Linked DNA regions of Gossypium hirsutum: region 2 is linked to region 1. Evidence: chromatin contacts called from public Hi-C data. All regions are on one chromosome and are shown on one strand. Each heading gives the region's core, a stretch centred on a gene start, on an enhancer-like site or on the middle of the called end of the contact. The rest is flanking DNA. Distances are from core to core; before and after follow the strand shown.

The links. Hi-C and Micro-C count contacts between places; a contact is called where the count stands out from the background.
Region 2: a contact with region 1 is called in a Hi-C map of leaf, with 1.4 times the contacts expected there. The contact joins the promoter of LOC107945394 here to the enhancer-like site in region 1. A contact is called at or near these places in 3 of 34 Hi-C or Micro-C datasets (leaf and petal).

What each region holds. Positions count from the first base shown.
Region 1 is chrD12:21,714,016-21,717,662 of Gossypium_hirsutum_v2.1, reverse strand. No RefSeq gene overlaps it. Among protein-coding and RNA genes, the nearest start is that of LOC107907991, 67 kb to the right of the region's middle. Within about 2 kb of position 1,837, at least 4 of the 9 cell types and tissues checked have an H3K27ac peak or open chromatin away from gene starts, as enhancers often do. A contact at or near this core is called in leaf, where this site is marked.
Region 2 is chrD12:21,970,782-21,974,103 of Gossypium_hirsutum_v2.1, reverse strand. It overlaps LOC107945394 (ras-related protein RABH1e), which reads left to right and starts at 1,945. Exons shown (of 6, transcript XM_016879377.2): 1 at 1,945-2,308; 2 at 2,715-2,785; 3 at 3,303-3,322. The coding sequence starts at 2,192.

The sequences.
Region 1 (3,647 bases), core at 588-3,087:
CAGGGCACTGCCCATGCCCATCGCATGCCCGGACGTCGGTGCCCCTACCACCGGTTAGGTTCTCAATGGTGCTCCGATGATCCATCCCGACAAGGCATCCTGGAATATACGAAAACGATGAACCGAGTCCCTCCCCAATACCAAAGGTAGAATTCGAATATCGTTACATGTTCGATACCCAACAGTGAATGAATCGTCCAGGTCCCTCCCGATTCCAGGGGTAGAATTCGGATACCCAACAATGAATGAACCGTCCCGGTCCCTCCCCTTTTGCAACAAGAGCCTCTAGCACCTTGGTGGCTTGGATTTGCAGGAGCCTCGAACACCATCGGAACCTTGGTGGCTCAGATGAGGGAAAGCCTCGAGCACCATCGGCACCTTGGTGCTCGGATGTGCTGGAGCCTCGGCCACCATCGACAACCTTGGTGCCTGGATGTGCGAGAGGCTCGAGCATAATCGGTACCTTGGTGCTTGTATGTGCGAGAGCCTCGAGCACCACCGGCACCTTGGTGGCTCGGATGTGCGGGAGCCTTTGACACCATCAGCAACCTTGGTGCTTGGATGTGCGAGAGCCTCGAGCACCATCGGTACCTTGGTGCTTGGATGTCCGAGAGCCTCGAGCACCAAAGCAAAAGTTGGGCCCCTGTTGGTGCGGGAGCGTTGAGTAAAAAAAGTGTCCCTGTTTCGGACACATAAATGTCGCCTGGTAGCCCATAAAAAAAAAAGAATGTCCCCTGGTAGCGGTAGCAAGCAATGCGCGCGTTTTCTATTTTTCTCCAAGATTTGGACGATTTCGGTTCTTAAATTTTTTGTTGTGTGTCTGCCTTATTCGGTTTGGATATTATGGCAGTAAAGGGGGCAAGTGGGCGATGGCAAAACCAAGACATTAGACGGGACTATTAGGGTATGGAAGGCATCATGGGTGAGTCGGTGTCCAGGATCCCTTTCAAGGACAATGAAAGAAAAGTCAAGGATCTATGTGACAACAGAAATAGGCGGTCTAAAAGAGAGAGGGTTAAGGAGATTTATGGTGACTCTTTGGGGGACTACATATGCAATTTGACCATTCCTCATAATGGGGTCAAAGACACCAGAACGTGGTTACAAAACCCGCATGGGACCTACACAACCAAGTCAGCATACTCATGGATGATTCTTAATAAAGTCGGCTTTGGCCCCCATAGATTTTTGTGGCGCGATATTTGGAAACTCAAAATGATCCCAAAGATCAAAATCTTTAGCTGGAGAATTGGTCATAATATTTTGCCAACTTTTGACAATATAGCTCGCATTCGTCAGGGTTTTAATAATTCTTGCCCGAGGTGCAAAAAGAGTGAAGAAACTTTGATTCATGCTATGAAAGACTGTCCTAAGGCGCGTGAAATCCTTGTTGCTGGGGGTTTAAATAACAGTCAGCTCGACAGGAATTAGACAAATTGTATCGACTGGCTTGAGGACGTTTTTCGGGAGCTTGACAAAAAGGCTGCTGCTGATTTTTTAACCCTGCTCTGGAATAGTTGGAACGACAGAAATAATATGGTGTTTAAAGGGAAGATGAATCTGCGGAGATGATATGGGAAAGGACGCAAACGTTAAGCAAAGATTTCAGAATTTTCAATCTTACTGAGCCTGCGGTCATGTCAACTAATTTGGTGAAGAAGAATTGGAAAAAACCCCCTGATGGCAGTATTAAAATTAACGTGGATGCTACTGTTTTAAATGATTGCAGAGGAGTGGGAGCGATCTCGAGAGATCACGATGGCTTTTTGATAGGGGGCTAGTATACTTTCAAGGAAAAGGCTATGGATGTTATCTGGGCAGAGTTGGAGGCGTTTAAAGAAGGCTTAAAGCTGGCTGAACGGTTCAAGGTGGGCAGATTAATTGTGGAGTTGGATAGTGCCATGCTGGTCAACGCGGTCAAAAAAATAAGGATGGATATTACCATTTTGGGCTAGTGCGTTAGAAGAGAATGTGACGCTTTCAACAAATTTGAATCGTTCCAAGTAATTTGGATTAATCGTAATAGAAACTACACTGCAGATTTTTTTATGTAAATTAGCGATTAGGAATAAAAATGATTTGTATTTCGATATGGAGTATCCGTCGGATATCCATAACATTATTATTCATGATGCTATTAATTGAGATTGACCCTTTGGGTCGTTTTTGATAAAAAAAAACGAATGTCGCCTAGTAGGGTCGCCTGGTAGAAGCAGCGAACGAGAGTAGCATGCGCGCGTTTTTTGTTTTTTCTCCAAGATTTGGATGATTTCGGTTCTTGAAATTTTGTTGTGTGTCTACCTTATTCGCTTTGAATATTATGGCAGTAAAGGGGGTTTGATTGTGTGATTTCTTTTGGTGTTGTTTCTTACGTCTTTGTTTAGCTGTTTCTGTTTGGGGGTGCGTCTGAGTTGTTGGTGATTGGTGTCAGACGGTGTTTGTTCGGTGACAAGACTATTGCGCTGCTTTGGTGCATCGGGGTTCGTGCACTGGGCTTGCCTGTTGGTTCCTGATTGTGCTTTTTGCTTTCTCGGTGGTAAGGGTTTTTTGGACCGCTGGACAATACGTGTTGCGTGTGGGGCCCGTCTGTCGTCTTCCTTCAGTTTTTTTGGTTTATTTTATTATTTTCTCCATTATTCTCTATTTCCATTGATTTCTTGGGTGCTTTTACGTTGGTTTGTGTTGCTTTTTGTTTGGTTTTGCATGGTTTTACGATTCTCTCGTGAGATTTGACTCGTTGCCACCATGGTCCTCACGGAGGTTTCTGATTTTATGTTCTTTGGCTTTCCTTTTCCGTATGTTTCTTGGGTGTTGTTTGCATGAATTTTACGACTTTTTTCTTTTCTTGGCTGTTTGTGGTCCCCACGGTGATCAGGTCTTTGACTCGAGTGAAGCTGATCGCCTTTTTTACGTGTTCTCTTGCATGTTCTGTGGTTTGTCTTTTATTTCTCCTTTTTTTTCTACGTTTTCTGCATGGTTTCTTGCATGTAGGGTTTCTGGGCTACACGAATCTTGCTTAGGCGGGGGACTGGACTTTTCTTTTCATCGGTTGGCTCCTTTTTCCTGTTCTCTGATTGTGTAGGATTAGGCCCTCACTTAATCTGTTAATTTTGGTAAATTTTCCATTGGTTTGTTCGTTTCTTGTTCCTTGTGTGTTCGTGGGTTGGCTTTATTGTTACCTGGTTTGGCTGTCTTTTCTCTGCTCTCTTCGTCGTTTATGTTTGTCTTTTTTCGAGTGCGTCTGGCTTTGGCCTTTTTTTGGTTCTTGGTTGTCTTGATAGGTACCTATTGGGCGACATATGGAAGAAAGACAAGGTACTAACTTTAGAACAATGATGGATGAGATCAATGAACTTCTGGAGAAGCTGAAATTCTCAGAAGAAGAGACCACTCGGGTTGTTAGTACAAGTGAAGTTAACAATGCCCGTGGCTTTGAGTCATGGGCGATCGGTAGAATCATGGCGATCGAACCACCAAACATGGAGGCGATGTATAGGGTTTTCAAATCGCTATGGTTTACAAAAGAGGAGGTGGATTTTGTAGCGCTAAAAGAGGGGCCCGTCATTGTTAAATTTGGATGCATTGAGGATAGTAGCTGTATTCTAAATCTCTCGCCCTGGCTGTTTGATCGTTGCCTATTCTCCATG
Region 2 (3,322 bases), core at 696-3,195, 260 kb before region 1:
TTTTAATTTTATTATGCATACTTTATTACTTACATCAACTATATATCTAAACTTATTATGTAAGCCATTGACTGGACACCAATTCAATTTGAAAAATTACGAAAATATCATTTCGTAATTAAACCAATTCAATTTTGACAAAAATCAATAAAAGTATGTATATGTAGTATTTAAATGGGCGCCAATTACATTAATAAAACCTTAAGTCTATCTTTTAACTAGAGCTTTATTTTAATATCTTTTATATACATTTTATTTTAATATGCATAATTTATTATTTCCATTAGTTCTTCTTCTTCTTCTTCTTCTTCTTCTTCTTCTCTTCTTCTTCTTCTTCTTCTTCTTCATGTAAAGATTTTTTTATTGAATTGGTGTCACCTATAATTGGGTCCAAACTCATATATTAAATTACCAAAAGATCATTATTTTAACAACACAATAAATATTAATTTAAGAGTTTCTGTCTTTTTATATAAATTTAAAAAAAAAATCATGCTTACAAAGGGGTTTGAATCAAGACTCCAAATATAATCTCACACTTTGACATTTCAACTAAAGTAACATTTAGTTTTTATATCAATTCCTAATAAATTTATCATATAATTATTTTTACCCACATTATAGATATACTATAATCTTATTAATAATGTCGTTTATTGAGTTGATGTAAGTCAACTTGATATCAAGACCAACTCAAGAAATATGACAATGCCATGATAAACAATTGGAGTGTATTCAATATTCTTATAAACAATTGGAGTGTATTCAATATTCTTAATATGATGTATTTACCTATTTAAATTTCTTTTTACTCATGATTTAAACTATATTTTTATTTTAATTTCCTACATATTGCATATGTGTTATTATTGGTTTCAATTTTTTTATTTCATTATTTATTTTATGTTATTTATAAACGCACACATGTGTTCTAAATACGTAGTTTCCACACGTTGGGGGCTGGCAGGGCCCTAGGCCCCCTAAACTGGAAAATTTTCCAAAGCCATTTATAATTTATAAACTTTTAAATTAGTAATAGTAAAATTACACTTTGGCCTCCCAAGAATGATAAAAATTTAATTTAATCCTTTAAAATTTATAAAGATATAGACTATTAAAATAATAAAATTACATTTTTATTATAGTAAAAATATATAATTTAATTCTGATACCAAAAATAATTTTGTGACTCCGCCACTGGATAGATATGGTTTTTGAAATCTAGTTTTTATGTGTCATTGTTTTGTGACGGTTTTTACAAACTTTTGTTGCTTTTATTTCGACAACCAAAACAAACAAACATAGAAACTGTAGAGAATAATGAAAAATAAAATAATTTTACAAGTTTTATCATAAATGAAAAGAGGAGGGTGACTAGATTAATAAAAGAGTAAGATGTTATTTGATAAATTATAAAATGAAGTATTAAAAAATCAAAGTGTTAAAATTTTAGCATTGAATTTTACAAATATTGAATTTATATTAAAAATGGTTTGATAAATTAATAAAAATAATTACAAAATATAATTATGTTGAATATTGATTTTTTAAAAAATAAATTATTTGAATTAATTGTAGTTCTACCTCCTCTAATTAAAGTTTTTGGTGATGTTATTGAAAGAATAATGTTAAAATATGTTTCAAATTTTTGTATTTTTGTACATTTAAAATTTAATTTTTTTTATATTTTTATTTTTAAAATTTTTCATATTTTAAAACTAAGGTGTAATTATTAATTATGACTAAATTTTTTATTAAATTTATTGATGTGACATTTTAAAATAAAAAACATTCACTTGCTCTTGATGAATAAATTCAAAATATAAAGAAATATTTTTATTGAAATAAAAATAATGAGAGTAAATTATAAATGTATAAAACTTCATACACTTGGATCATATTTTAATAATAAAAAAAGGGTGAAATTGGAAAGTGAGAAGCGGTCCAAAGATTTTCACAAAGGCGTCATCGTCATAGTTGGCGGTTTCTCGTGCCCTCTATTTATGGAAGGGATTAAACTCAACCTTTCCTTTCATTTTCTTCCGTCTCTTTGAATATTTCCATTTCCATCCAAATAATAATAACGATAATAAACATAATTTCAAATTTTCTTCATTGCAGAATCAGATCTGCAACTCTCTGTTTACAATTTTTTCTAAAAAAAAGTAGAGTGAAGAAATTTGAAAAAAAAATGGCGACAGTCTCTCCTTTGGCGAAATACAAGCTGGTATTCTTAGGCGATCAATCCGTCGGCAAAACCAGCATTATCACCCGCTTCATGTACGACAAATTCGACACCACTTACCAGGTAAACTTTTTCCACCATTTCCACCTATGTTTTTTTAGATTCGATGAACATTTCACCATTTCTTCAACTCCTCTGCTTCTTATATATTATTTGAATTTGATTTCCGTTTTTCGACTTATTCATCTCTCTGTTTGGAATCTTAATCTCCTACTTGACATCGTCTTTGCTTGTTTTGTTGATCTCGAGCAGAATGATCTTTGCTATACTGTTCGATTCTCCATGATAGCCTAACGCAGATCCTTTTTTTGTTTATTTAAATAATCAGTTTGGATTTTGTTTTTTTTGGGTACGATGATTATTTCTAGTAATTGAATTTGAACTTTACTTCTATCACATCGAGTGAATACTGGAATTGAGGGAATGTTTATATGTATATTTTTCTTGAATGATTGCTATATAAATGCAGGCCACCATTGGAATTGATTTTTTATCAAAAACAATGTATCTTGAAGATCGAACGGTTCGTTTGCAGCTTTGGTAATACAGTTTCTTCCTTTTTCATTGGATCTTGGATAACTATGTTCAACAGTTTCTTTATTAGTTCTAGTTCCATTGCTAGATTGTATGTTCAATACACATGCAATCAAGCATATATTTTGTGAACTTAAGGTGTTGATTGTTTAAATTTTAGACTACAAAAGCTTACTTTTGTTGTAAGGCAGTTTTAATTTGTTGTCGCTGAAGGAGCTTTAAATTTGTGGGTAATTGTCATTCCAATGAGAAAACAAGAAGCCGTATTTGCTTGATGAATCCCTAGCATTTCCTCTTCATGCGGTTGACAACTTTTAGAAACCGAAAGTAAATCATTTCTGCTACGCACTTCCATCCTCTTATAGTAAACTATCAAAAGCCATCCATGCCAAAGTGTGGTTTGGCAATTGAGAAAAGCATAACATGCAAATTAATCTAAATTTCTTGGTTTTCACGAGTTATATTCTCTTCAAATTTTCATTTGTCTCGTCTCCGTTTGAGTTTTTATCTTATAATTTCACAGGGATACTGCTGGGCAGGAGA